2 separate regions of the Muntiacus reevesi genome follow, and region 2 is linked to region 1. A link is a contact called in public Hi-C data. All regions are on one chromosome and are shown on one strand. Each heading gives the region's core, a stretch centred on a gene start, on an enhancer-like site or on the middle of the called end of the contact. The rest is flanking DNA. Distances are from core to core; before and after follow the strand shown. Region 1 holds the start of IMMT (inner membrane mitochondrial protein). Region 2 holds the start of RMND5A (required for meiotic nuclear division 5 homolog A).

Region 1 (3,470 bases), core at 225-2,724:
CTAACAAACTGAAGGAGCTCAGAAGAGGACCCTGAGCTCCAAATGAGAATCACAGCAGGGACACACTCTGACTGCACCCCTGTATGAGAGCAAGCAGATAACCCTAAGCATTCACCTCTAGAAACAGTAAGGTAATAAATGGGTGTTGTTTTAAGCTGCTCCATCTGTGGTACCTGCTATGTACACACAGCAATAGGAAACTAATACACACTCCACTTTCCTATGGAAGAGCCTGCTTCTTTTACCCTGGAAACGAAAGGGGAGATGGAAGATAAGCAAATGTGGGGAGAAAAAAAATTGACTTTTCTAACTGACTGTGTCCAGGGACTTTGCTCAATTGCTTGAGTCACAGAACCTGTTTGGTAAATTCCACATTTTGCCAAAATACCAATTCTCTTTCAATTGTGAGCAATGGAAGCAGGTTTACTATTTTGAATTTCAGTAAATTACTTTGATGTGTGTGCTTAGTCGCTCAGCCCTGTCCTACTATTTGCGACCCCATGGACTGTAGCCTGCCAGGCTTCTCTGTCCATGAGATTCTGCAGGCAAGACTACTGGGGTGGATTGCCATTTCCTTCTCCAAAATTACTGTGATAATTATGCAGAAATACAAGTAACTCCTTGGACGTCTGCCAAAGTTGTCCTAGCACCTAGAGACAGAGATCCTCAGGCTAATCTCAGAAACGAGCACAAGGTCAGGCGCTTAACCTTCCTCGAGTTCTAGAAGCTCGAGCTCTTACTGTTTTTATTCAGAGTAGGAATAACTCAAGACGCGTTGTCAGTTATGAAAAGAAAGGCAGTCCTTTCTGGATAATTACAACCTTGACCCCCTAAAACGCGGTCTCCAGCAGTCCAGGCACCTCCTTAAGGTGCAACCAGCCAAGGATATGCGTGTCCCGCTGGGAACTGTAGTTTTCCCCCCGTCGACCTTCAACCACTGGATCCGCGAAACCTCTCACGCGCCCAACCGGCGACCCGGGCGCCAGCAGCCTCGATTGGTCCTAGTCTGAGGCAACGAGGGGCTGATTGGATGGCACGTCCCCAAAGCCGTGCCTCCCGTCCTACGCCCGCCTCCCCGCCACCTTCTCTCCTCCACGCCCCATCCCGTTTCAGCAATAACCCTCCAGTCATTCCCGTCCACCGAACTCCCGAATTAACTGCCTCACGGGCCCACCCAGGACTCTCGCGATAAGGGCGGCCCGGAGACACGCCTCTGTCCTGGGGCCTAGGCAAAGCCAAAGCCTCCCTTATTTTCCGCTGGTTGCCGAGAGTCAGTTCACCATGCGCTGTCTACCGGCGCCCCAGTCCTCACCTGGGCGGTGGAGGTCACGCCGGATAACTGACAGGCTCGCAGCATCTCTGCTGGGCTGACGCCGCTTCGGGTGTAAGTGGGAGCTAGGGCGGCGGCGCGTGTAGGGGAGACGGTGCGTCCGTGCGTGCCTGCGTCCGCGCCGCCTGTCCGCGCCGGGCGTACCGGAAGGGCAGCCAACGCCACTGCGCACGCGCAGCCCCGTCTCGTTCCTGTCCCGGCCATTCGAAGAGGGTGGGCCCTTTCCAGGTGTAAAGGGCGATCTCTCCTTCCGGGTCGCGCTGAGGGGTACCCTCTGTTACCTGAAGTGTAGGTTGCTAGGTAAACGCGAGCGCTGGCAGTGGATATGAAACTCGGGCTTTGGTCCGCCCAGGAACCGAGCAGGTGTGACTCGTCGATAATTCAAGCAAGAAACTATCTCAGCCATTTCTGTCAGCTGGATATTTCGTAGAAGAAATGGATTTGCCACAAGACCATTGCCATAGTGGTGTGGTCTCCGTTTGCGCGTTCCTTTCCTTTCACAGCCCTTCAGGGAGTCATCCTGCTTAAGGGAGATTCAGTTCAGTTCACTTCAGTCGCTCAGTCTTGTCCAATTTTTTGCAACCCCATGGACTGCAACACACCAGGATTCCCTGTCCTTCACCAAGTCCGGGAGTTTGCTCAAACTCAAGTCCCTTGAGTCGGTGGTGCTATCCAACCATCTGATACTCTGTCGTCCCCTTCTCCTCCTGCCCTCAAGCTTTCCCGGCTTCAAGATCTTTTCAGATGAGTAAGCTCTTCGCATCAGGTGACCAAAGTACTGGAGTTTCAGCTTCAACATCAGTCCTACCAATGAACACCCAGGACTGATCTCCTTAAAGATGGACTGGTTGGATCTCCTTGCAGTCCAAGGGACTCTCAAGAGTCTTCCCCAACACCACAGTTCAAAAGCATCAATTCTTCGGGGATCAGTTTTCGTTACAGTCCAACTCTCACATCCATACATGACTACTGGAAAAACCATAGCCTTGACTAGACAGAGCTTTTTTAATATGCTGTCTGGGTTGGTTATAGCTTTCCTTCCAAGGAGTAAGCGTCTTTTAATTTCATGGCTGCAGTCACCATATGCAGTGATTTTGGAGCCCCCCAAAATAAAGTCAGCCATTGTTTACACTGTTTCCCCATCTATTTGCCATGAAGCAACGGGACCGGCTGCCATGATCTTAGTTTTCTGAATGTTGAGCTTTAAGCCAACTTTTTCACTCTCCTCTTTCACTTTCTTCAAGAGGCTCTTTAATTCTTCACTTTCTGCGATAAGGTGGTGTCATCTGCATATCTGAGGTTATCGATATTTCTCCAACCAGTCTTGAGTCCAACTTGTGCTTCTTCCAGCCCAGCATTTCTCATGAGGTACGCTGCATATAAGTTAAATAAGCAGGGTGATAATATACATTTTTTACATACTCCTTTTCCTATTTGGGACCAGTCTTGCTCCATGTCCAGTTCTAACTGTTGCTTGCTGACCTACATACAGGTTTCTCAAGAGGCAGGTCAGATGGTCTGCTATTCTCATCTCTTTCAGAATTTTCCACAGTTTATGGTGATCCACATAGTCAAAGGCTTTGGCATAGTCAATAAAGCAGAAATAGATGTTTTTCTGGAACTCTCTCACTTTTTCAATGATCCAGCAGATGTTGGCAATTTGATCTCTGGTTCCTCTGCCTTTTCTAAAACCAGCTTGAACATCTGGAAGTTCTCGGTTCATGTATTGCTGAAACCTGGCTTGGAGAATTTTGACCATTACATTACTAGCGTGTGAGATGAGTGCAATTGTGCAGTAGTTTGAGCATTCTTTGGCATTGCCTTTCTTTGGGATTGGAATGAGAACTGGCCTTTTCCAGTCTTGTGGCCACTGCTGGGTTTTCCAAATTTGCTGACATATTGAGTGCAGGACTTTCACAGCATCACCTTATAGGATTTGAAATAGCTCAACTGGAATTCCATCACCTCCACTAGCTGTTCATAGTGATGCTTTCTAAGGCCCAGTTGACTTCACATTCCAGGATGTCTGGCTCTAGGTGAGTGATCAAACCATCGTGATTATCTGGGTCGTGAAGATCTTTTCTCTACAGTTCTTCTGAGTATTCCTGCCACCTTTTCTTAATATCTTATGCTTCTGTTA
Region 2 (3,257 bases), core at 488-2,987, 490 kb after region 1:
AAGTATTATTAATCCTAATTACTTTCAAATTATAAAAAAAGGAAATTGAGGCTCAATGAGATTTTACCTAAATTAAAAAAAGAAGATAGCACACCATGTCTCCAGGCACTGTTTCCAGAACAGAAAACACAAGCAAGGGTCTGCCTTATTGGAAATTTATTGAAGAGCTACAGACAGAAAAGTAAACGAATAAAACTAGGAAAAGGTCTTTTTTATTTCATTTCGCATTCTTTACTTGAGAACCAATGGAATACAAATTATTCCCCAACATCAGTACTAAAAATAAAAGCACGCTGTGAGCATTTTTCCCTTCTACAACTGGAACAATTCCGGGAATCGGTATTTATTAGTTGATTGTCTGAATTAAAAGTTTCCAACTCTCAAAGAGTTTAATTTTCAGATTAAATAAATTATTATGTCACCTAATCTTCGGAATAACATTTTAAGTTGTTAAAATGCTGCTGCTTTTGCTAAAATAATATACTAAATAAAAATGAAAAAGAATAAGCCATTCAATACGAATAAAGGCTCACCTATGTAAAAAAAATAAATAATTGAATCAGATTATTTCAGATTTTAATAATGGTGCGCAAAGAATAAAACTGATAATACAATTGGTATTACAATAAATGACGTAGCAATGGAGGGAGTGCTGGCGGGTAGAGAATACAGTAGTGCAGTCTGGGGAGGGCCCTCAGTGGGACAAGGGAGCTAATTTTAGGATGAGAAGGTAGAAGAGTTTTCCAGGCCAAAGAAAATGCAAGTACAGAGGCCCCGAGGCAAGAAGCAGCTTGGCTCGTCCTCAGCTGCAGCTCAGTCAGCGAGTAGGTATAGGCCAAGGTTGGAGGCACCATCGCCAAGTCAGGGAAGGATTTACGCAAAGGGGTAACTCCAATCTATTCAATGGAAAAAGGCGCCGAAGAGGCAGGGGCCAGATTCCCCCAACCTCCGACTCGAGTTTCCTCTCCGCGAAGCTACACGTCTTACACGCGGGGTGAAGCAACCGGTCAGGAGAGGCTCCAGGCCCCAGGGCCAAAGGGGCGAGGCCTGCGGGGGGAGTGGGGGGCGAGGCGTGTGACCTCCTAGTGTCGCAAGAGTCGAGGGAGCACCGCGCACTGCGCCGGACCACCAGGCACCCGCCTCTCCAGCCCCACAACCACCGCCGCCTTTCATTCTCGTTAGAGACCCTCGCCCGTAGCACCTCCCACCCCGTCCGGCCTGGCTGGATTCCAACCCCCCCCCCCCCCCCGGGGCGGCGAATCCGTCGTCCAAAACTTCGGAACGACCGTACCCCCTTGAGTGATGGGGAGGTGAAATAATACAAGGCTAGGGCGAAGTCCTACAGGAAACAGATCTCTTTATTTCTGCCCTGTTTTCCCTCATGGCTTCCCCAAAACGCCTAGCTTCCCGGGATGCTCTCCAAGTCACCCCCTCCAACAACGAGTCTATTGGTTTGGCCCTTAGTCCCGGATTGGCTGAAGGGTTACGCCTCGGCCAGGGATTGGAGGACGTTGGGTCCTTACATGTTCCCGGCGCCCATTGGTTCGTTTTCCCCGTTTCTGGGCGGAGTTGTTAGGACCGGTTTCCGCCCACTTGTTTACGGAGCGCGTAGTTGTAGCGCTCTCGGAGCTCTGGGGCTGTCTCTAAAGTTCCCAATTTAGCTCTTTGGACCAATTAGGCGCTGGCCCCACCCTCTCCCGCTCCCTCGCACGCCTCCCGCGTGGTACGGCCCACACCTTTAGAGCGGCGGCGCGAGCGGATGTGTTCCTCTGCTCGCGCTCGCCGGGCTGACCCCCCTCGACGGTGCGCTTGGTACGGCCCGCGCCGCCTCCTTCTCTAGCTGGGGTGGTTGCCCCCCTCGGGTCGGTGGCGCTTGGTGCCGCCCGGGAGAACCAGGTCATCGGTCCGTTCCCGTGAAAACAAAAACAATCGGCGGCGCCGCGGCCGGGAGCCGAACGCTGCGAGCGGGGAAGCTGAGGTGCAGGGCCGGGTGGGACCAGCGAGCGAGAGCAGTGGCTACGCGCCGGGGCCGGGGCGCTATGGGGCAGGCGGGCGCGGGCTTCTCGAGGCTCCTCTGGCGCCGGGGCTAGCGCCTCCGCCGCCTTGGCCTCTTGCGCCGCCCGCCTGGGGGACGAGGAGCAGGACGCGGCCTCGGCCGGGCCCGGGCCGAACGGCTGCGGACACTCGGGACCCGGGGAGCCGACCACCGCCACCGCCGCCTCCGGGATGGATCAGTGCGTGACGGTGGAGCGCGAGCTGGAGAAGGTGCTGCACAAGTTCTCGGGCTATGGGCAACTGTGCGAGCGCGGCCTGGAGGAGCTCATCGACTACACGGGCGGCCTCAAGCACGAGATCCTGCAGAGCCACGGTAAGGCGGCCCGGGTGGTCGCGCGGGAACGGGCCCACCCACCCCGAGCCCCTCGGGCCCAGGCGGGCCAGGAGGGTGCCTCCGGGCGGCCAGACCGGCCTTCCCCCGGGCGCCGAGATCCCCAGGCCCCTGTGACTTTTCCTCCTCTCCCCCCGATCTGTCTCGAACCTACCCCGACCTGGTTGTTAATTAAAAGTGAGCGCGAACCCATCTGGAAACCAATTCTGGAGCCACGGGTTTCATCCAGGGTTGAACCCGGGAGCCGGGCCGACTCGTCGCACCTGCAAACTGCTTCCCTCCTGGGGTGGGCGCCCCTAGTTAATTGCCTTGGGCCCGAGGATCCGGGCGAAGAGAGGGTCAGTGCAGAGAACCCCACCCCTCCTCCTCCTCGCCCCAAACATTTAGCCAGGGACTGACTTTCCTCGTTTTTCTTCATTTTTTTAAAATTAGAAACTCGCATGTTATTCTTAGCTGTGAGTTAACAAAACAACCGCTGCTTCAACTCCCTAATTTGACTCTCTGTAGAAGAAGCCTGCCTTTCAACTCCGCAGCGGCACTGATGTGATTCCTAAGAAACTAGCTAAATCAAACTGTTAAGCTCTCCCAGTTGCAGCCTGCGATGAGACGGGAGGCAACCTCCCCAGAAACCCATTGTGGAGCAAGTTGTTTGTTGGTGCGTTACCTGGTCAAGTTTTTACTTGTTTTCCTTTCAGAAGGCAGGTTTTCAATAGGTGTTTCTTCTCTATTATTATAGCCCTAGGCCCTGGGGGAAGATACTTAGCTGCAGTTAACTTGTGGAAGCTGGGTGGGATTCTTTGGTTTTGGGTTATTTAAATAACATAAAAAGTCTGGTATTCTTTAGGTTAAAATATCCGTAGTGATGATTCCT

What was found. A called contact is a pair of places that touch in the nucleus more often than the background predicts.
Region 2: a Hi-C map of muscle shows a contact between it and region 1, with 5 times the contacts expected there. The contact joins the promoter of RMND5A here to the promoter of IMMT in region 1. A contact is called at or near these places in 2 of 3 Hi-C or Micro-C datasets (blood and muscle).

Annotation. Positions count from the first base shown.
Region 1 is chr3:55,251,293-55,254,762 of mMunRee1.1, forward strand. IMMT (inner membrane mitochondrial protein) reads right to left here and starts at 1,475. Exons shown (of 13, transcript XM_065929137.1): 1 at 1,313-1,475. The coding sequence starts at 1,357.
Region 2 is chr3:55,740,845-55,744,101 of mMunRee1.1, forward strand. RMND5A (required for meiotic nuclear division 5 homolog A) reads left to right here and starts at 1,738. Exons shown (of 9, transcript XM_065929161.1): 1 at 1,738-2,368. The coding sequence starts at 2,227.